2 separate regions of the Xenopus laevis genome follow, and region 1 is linked to region 2. A link is a contact called in public Hi-C data. All regions are on one chromosome and are shown on one strand. Each heading gives the region's core, a stretch centred on a gene start, on an enhancer-like site or on the middle of the called end of the contact. The rest is flanking DNA. Distances are from core to core; before and after follow the strand shown. Region 1 holds the start of LOC108700251. Region 2 has its middle 14 kb from the start of ccdc9.S.

Region 1 (3,278 bases), core at 630-3,129, 75 kb before region 2:
CAGTCCATGCATATGCCGCCAGTCTCTCGCTGTGGCTAATTGTATAACAAAAGGCTATTGGCATTGTAAATGCTGCCATTGAACAACACACTTACTCTCTCTTTAACATCTTCAATGCCAAAACATTTGTGTATGGATCCTTCAAAGTCTGCCTCTATATTTACATGTTACATACTAGTGCTATACTCTGTTGCCAAGTCCGTGTTACCTGCCCAGTAAATTACCCTCATTATAAAGCCAAATGTTTACCGGCTGTTGGATGTATCCAATGCGGCTTCTTTCTGAATACCCATACAGTTCAACAGCCAATCAGACTGGCTCCTGTCGACTCATGATCCTAAATCCATGCAGTATGAATTGGCTCTTAGGTTAACCCCACCCAGTTCTCTCCATCTAAACACGACATTTCTGTATGGACCAAATCTATGTATGGGCAAAGTATAGCAAGTTCTGGTCCAGTCTTTCCCTGCAGCTCTCATACCAGCTGGGGAGCCTCTGCAGTGTCTGGGTCATGCACCCCACAACTTTCTTAACCCCTACACTTTTGCTGGGCTCACTATTTAAAAGCTGGAATGATTTGCAAGCTCTATGTCCAGTTGGTTAAGCAGAGTATGAGCAGCGCTGTATGTCTCTATACAAAGAGTAAACACTGCAAGCATGCGGCCACTCTGCCATTCTATTGTAACTAATTGGCCATGGAAATCGCTGTATGATCCCCTGTACGATCCCAGAATGAGTCCCTGTATGATCTCAGTATGATCCCAGTATGAGCCCCAGTATCATCCCAGTATGCTCCTTGTATGAGCCGCAGTATGATCCTAGTATGAGCCCCAGTATCATCCCAGTATGCTCCTTGTATGATCCCCTATATGATATCAGTATGATCCCCTGTATGATCCCAGTATGAGCCCCAGTATCATCCCAGTATGCTCCCCTATATGATCTCAGTATGATCCCAGTATGAGCCCCCGTATGCTCCCTGTATTATCCCAGTATGATCCCCTTTATGATCCCAGTATGAGCCCCAGTATGAGGCATGCCTTTATGGTGCCTTTATGGTCCCCGTATGATCTGGACAGTGTCTCGCACCTCCTACAAAGAGCTGTGGGTACGCGGGGAAGTCCGTATGAGACAAGCCCATAGAACTAGCGCTACATGAAGTCCATAGGGGCAAATAACTGACCAGTCAAGCCCCAAACCCTCGAGTGCAAGTTCCCATGTCCTCATGTGACCGACACCAGCTCCCCTCCCCCCATGTGCAACTCACTTGTCACTAAACAATCGCTCCCAGCCCTGCGCAACACTGACATATTAGCAGCTGCTCCGGAGCGACTACAACTCTCATCATATCCCGCGGCAGCTTCCGGGGAAGTAGCGCAAAAGCAGCTTCTCTTTATAAAGCCCAACTCCCCCCCCCCCAATCCCGAGCAAAGAGCAACTTACCTCGCTCACAGCACCGGCCGCCGGCACTCGGCAAAGATATCACATTAATTGCGCCGAACCCCCTAATCCACATGTACAAGTCCTGAGAAAACAGACAGCGAAGGAATAACCCGTGTGAGTAAGTGTGTGTGTATACAAGCGTGCGCTCAGCCAACTGGAGAGCAGCGCCGCAACCAGCCAACTTGGACCAAACCCCGCCCAATGCCTAACCACGCCCCCACCCAATGGCGCCCTCGCTTGCGTTATGTCATCCACTCCAATACCACGCCCCTTTTCTCAACTTGACATGTTGGGACATGCTCAGATTAAGTACCTCATCAGCTGAGAGGGGCTGCAGCCTCCTATGAAGTGGCGGGACAGCAGTGCGCATGGCAGTCCCAGCGTTAGGTGTCAGGCAACCAGGCGGAAAAGTGGTTTTGTGTTACTAGCGGGCAATGGCTTTTCTGCTGGGAGTGCTATAAACAGACCCTGAAACTAGACTGGGATAGAGCGTCTTCGTATCCTCGCTCCTGATTGGCTCTCTAGCGGTGTGGGCGTGTTTAGAGGTCTGGTCACTGGGTAAATAAAGGCTTTGTCTGCTCCTTCATTCAGTGAGAAAAAGGCAATGCCGCCCTGTGTACACTCCCATGTAAACACACTCCCATGTAAACACACTCACATGTAAACACACAGAAACAATGCAACTGCGACCAATTCATCCATCTTCAAGCCTACAGCTGTCACTCAAGCCCTGCTTAAATCAAGCGCAACAGTTCTGAAAAAGAAACCGAAAATCTAATTTTGTTGAGGAAGGAATGCAGAGCAAGTTAAATAAGAGCCAAAGCAGCTGACAGACACGTTAAAGCGATACTGACACAAAATTTTTTTTTTCTAAATATTAGGCATATTGTCATGGGAAAACATGTTTTTTTCCAAAATGAATCAGTTAATAGTGCTGCTCCAGCAGAATTCTGCACTGAAATCCATTTCTCAAAAGAGCAAACAGATTTTTTTATATTTAATTTTGAAATCTGACATGGGGCTAGACATTTTGTCAATTTCCCAGCTGCCCCCGGTCATGTGACTTGTGCTCTGATAGACTTCAGTCACTCTTTACTGCTGTACTGCAAGTTGGAGTGATATCACCCCTCCCCCCCAAGCAGCCTAACAAAAGAACAATGGGAAGGTAACCAGATAACAGCTCCCTAACACAAGATAACAGCTGCCTGGTAGATTTAAAAACAACGCTCAATAGTAAAATCCAGGTCCCACTGAGACTGATTCAGTTACATTGAGTAGGAGAAACAACAGCCTGCCAGAAAGTAGTTCCATCCTAAAGTGCAGGCACAAGTCACATGACTGGGGAAGCTGGGAAACTGACAATATGTCTAGCACCATGTGAGATTTCAAAATTAAAGGGATACTGTCATGGGAAACAAATTTTTTTTCAAAATGAACCAGTTAATAGTGCTGCTCCAGCAGAATTCTGCACTGAAATCCATTTCTCAAAAGAGCAAAGAGATTTTTTTTTATATTCAATTTTGAAATCTGACATGGGGCTAGACATATTGTCAATTTCCCAGCTGCCCCAAGTCATGTGACTTGTGCTCTGATAAACTTCAATCACTCTTTACTGCTGTACTGCAAGTTGAAGTGATATCACCCCCTCCCTTTTCCCCCCCAGCAGCCAAACAAAAGAACAATGGGGAGGTAACCAGATAACAGCTCCATAACACAAAATAACAGCTGCCTGGTAGCTCTAAGAACAGCACTCAATAGTAAAAACCCATGTCCCACTGAGACACATTCAGTTACATTGAGAAGGAAAAACAGCAGCCTGCCAGAAAGCATTTTTC
Region 2 (3,357 bases), core at 376-2,875:
TCGGAACATTGTAACCTTAAAGGGATACTGTCATGGGAAAAAAATGTTTTTTTTCAAAACAATTCAGTTATCAATGCTGCTCCAGCAGAATTCTGCACTGAAATCCATTTCTCAAAAGAGCAACAGATTTTTTTTATATTTAATTTTGAAATATGACATGGGGCTAGACTTTTGTCAGCTGCCCCCAGTCACGTGACTTGTGCTCTGATAAACTTCAGTCATTCTTTACTACTGTACTGTGTGATATCACCCCCTCCCTTCCCCCCCCCCAGCAGCCTGAACAACTGAACAATGGGAAGGTAACCAGATAGCAGCTCCCTAACACAAGGTAACAGCTGCCTCCAGGTCCCACTGCGACACATTCAGTTACATTGAGTAGGAGAAACAACAGCCTGCCTGAAAGCAGTTCCATCCTAAAGTGCTGGCTCTCTCTGAAATCACATGACCAGGCAAAATGACCTGAGATGACTGCCTACACACCAATATTACAACTAAAATAATACACTTGCTGGTTCAGGAATGTAATTTTATATTGTAGAGTGAATTATTTGCAGTGTAAACAGTGTAATTTAGAAATAAAAACTACATCATAGAAATCATGACAGAATGACAGAGTGTGACAGAAATTAAGGGCCCTTACTCACGGGCGTTTGAAGCTGCGATCGCCTGCGTTCTGGTTTCATGCGTTCAGCCGATCACAGGTAAAATGCAACATGCTGCGTCCCAACCTGCGTTTGGTGCTTACATGCGTCTGTGTGAGTATAGCCACATTGAAAAGAATTCAGCTCGTCCACTCCTGTGCTCCCCTGCAGCTGAACGCATAAAACCGGAACTGGGGAGCGCAGCTTCAAACGCCCGTGAGTAAGGGCCCTTAGTGTTCCATCTCATATAGGAGCAAAGTAACTTAATAGCAGTGACACATTATAAAATGATAGGATCACAGAAGAAAGGTGACCTCATGGCAGTGACATGTTTTATGTGCTAAGTGTTTGTTTCCATGCAGCATTTATAGTGGGTTAAATGCCGAATAAAGTGTAGGGACAAAGCAACATCTTTAAAGGGTTTCATATTTGATTTTATGTAGAACTAAACTTATTAGAGGACAGTGACACGTGGAATGGGTTAATGAATCAGTCATGAGGGCACGGTAACTTTATGACAGTGATGTGTTGAAAGGGTTAGAAGATCAATAACATAGAGAGAAACAAAGTGAATGAAAAATATTAAAAAGTATTTAGTGGGTTAAATAATTTCAGTTCCATGCAGGAGAAATGCAGCTGAGATAGTGGCACATGGGCTAATGCCGTAAGAGAAAATAGTTGATGTTTTTAATTATCATAGGGACAAATATTAGCTATTTGTTAATAAAAATTATTCATTGTATTTGAGTTTGTTGTCTATGTCTACACACACACACACACACACACTGAGATAGATGCATGTGTGTTTGTTGCCATTTCTCCCACTGAAGAGTTATCTCTATCACTACAAGAATTCTGCATCCAATCAAATCTCTTCTTTCTCTGTAGAACTCTTGTAATTGGCCTGCTAACAGACCTCCAGGTGTGTACATGCAAATGCTAACCTGTCATCGATTGGCTTGGGTACTCAACCCACTAGCCAATCAATTCCTCTCCCTGCCTCGCAACCAGAGTCCGTGTCTCCACAGCAGATTAGCCTGCTCAGGAATCAGAGCTAATTAGGATGATCCCATTATTGCTACTCAGCATTGCCACAGACCACAATATCCATTCACCTTCCTAGAGGATTGTGCAAAATGCTTAGCCCTGCCAGCAGTTAGGTATTAGGGCTCTAGCTCAGAGTGTTACAGTCTAGGTCTCTCACTATTTATTTTTTTATGTAATATATCTTTAAATATTCTGCTACATTTCTAGCAATGTGTCAGATTGCAACTGTCATATGTCTCAGTAAAAAGACTAATTATAATGCTGACTTGTCCTTCTAATGATTTTGATTTTTGAGCGTCCCCAAATTGTCAGTGATTTTATGCAGTTTCTGTACTCAGTTACTGTGCCACGTGTTGTTTTGTGATGATAGGTTCCCTTAGGCATGATGTATATAACCCTTGCTTTACCGTGATATCAGAAACAATTCTAATTTATCATTGTGATTGCAGATTATATTTATATGTTATTAGGGTTTGTCTTTATTTTCTATAATTGTGTGGTCTGTTTGCTCTATTAATGCATTGTACAATACTGCTTACACAAGAAGCGCTTTATAAATAAAAATATTCATACATATTTCATGTATACAGTTTTCTATTTAACCCATTAGACCCATTGCTGCTATGTTATAATGAATGCCTTTTAACTCATTCAGCAACATATCAGTTTTTATCTTATGAGACTGACAATTTAACCCCGTGGAACACATCCTTGCTGTTAGACCCTGGGACTGACAATTTAACCCACACAAAAGAAGCAATAGTTTGGAGCACTGATGTATAGAGCATCTCCAGCCTATCAGGTCTTTGCACTGTCTCCAAGTCTAATGTTTCTAGCACAGCAGTCATTGCTGTAGAGTCCAAAGCAGTGAAAGGGATTCTGTCATGATTTTTATGGTGTAGTTTTTATTTCTAAATTACACTGTTTGCACTGCAAATAATTCACTCTACAACATAAAATTTCATTCCTCAACCAGAAAGTGTATTTTTTTTAGGGATGCACCCAATCCACTATTTTGGACAGGGATGCACCGAATCCACTTTTTTGGATTCGGCCGAACCCCCGAATCCTTTATGAAAGATTCGGCTGAATACCGAACCGAATCCAAATCCTAATTTGCATATGCAAATTAGGGGCGGGAAGCGGAAAACATTTTTTACTTCCTTGTTTTGTGACAAAAAGTCACACGATTTCCCTCCTGCCCCTAATTTGCATATGTAAATTAGGATTTGGTTAGGCCTGGCAGAAGGAGTCGGCCGAATCCTTCTGAAAAAGGCCGAATCCCAAACCGAATCCTGGATTCGGTGCATCCCTAATTTTGGATTCGTCCAAACCCCTGAATCCTTTGTGAAAGATTCGGCCGAATACCGAACCGAATTTGCATAAGCAAATAAACATTGTTTACTTCCTTGTTTTTTGACAAAAAGTCACAAGATTTCCCTCCCCGCCCCTAATTTGCATATAATCCGATTCCTGCTGAAAAAGGCCGAATCTTGACAGAATCCCGAACCGAATCCTGGATTCGGTGCATCCCTAATTTGTTTTAGTTGTAATATTGGTGTGTAGGCAGTCATCTCAGGTCATTTGCCTGGTCATGTGCTTTCAGAAAGAGCCTGCACTTTAGGAGAGAAATGCTTTCTGGCAGGCTGTTGTTTCTCCTACTCAATGT

Evidence for each region. A called contact is a pair of places that touch in the nucleus more often than the background predicts.
Region 1: a contact with region 2 is called in a Hi-C map of the XL177 cell line, with 4 times the contacts expected there. The contact joins the promoter of LOC108700251 here to the enhancer-like site in region 2. A contact is called at or near these places in 2 of 4 Hi-C or Micro-C datasets (the XL177 cell line and the XTC cell line).

The regions. Positions count from the first base shown.
Region 1 is chr8S:83,574,550-83,577,827 of Xenopus_laevis_v10.1, reverse strand. It overlaps LOC108700251, which reads right to left and starts at 1,879. Exons shown (of 4, transcript XM_018233281.2): 1 at 1,444-1,879.
Region 2 is chr8S:83,499,214-83,502,570 of Xenopus_laevis_v10.1, reverse strand. No RefSeq gene overlaps it. Among protein-coding and RNA genes, the nearest start is that of ccdc9.S, 14 kb to the right of the region's middle. Within about 2 kb of position 1,625, at least 1 of the 7 cell types and tissues checked has an H3K27ac peak or open chromatin away from gene starts, as enhancers often do.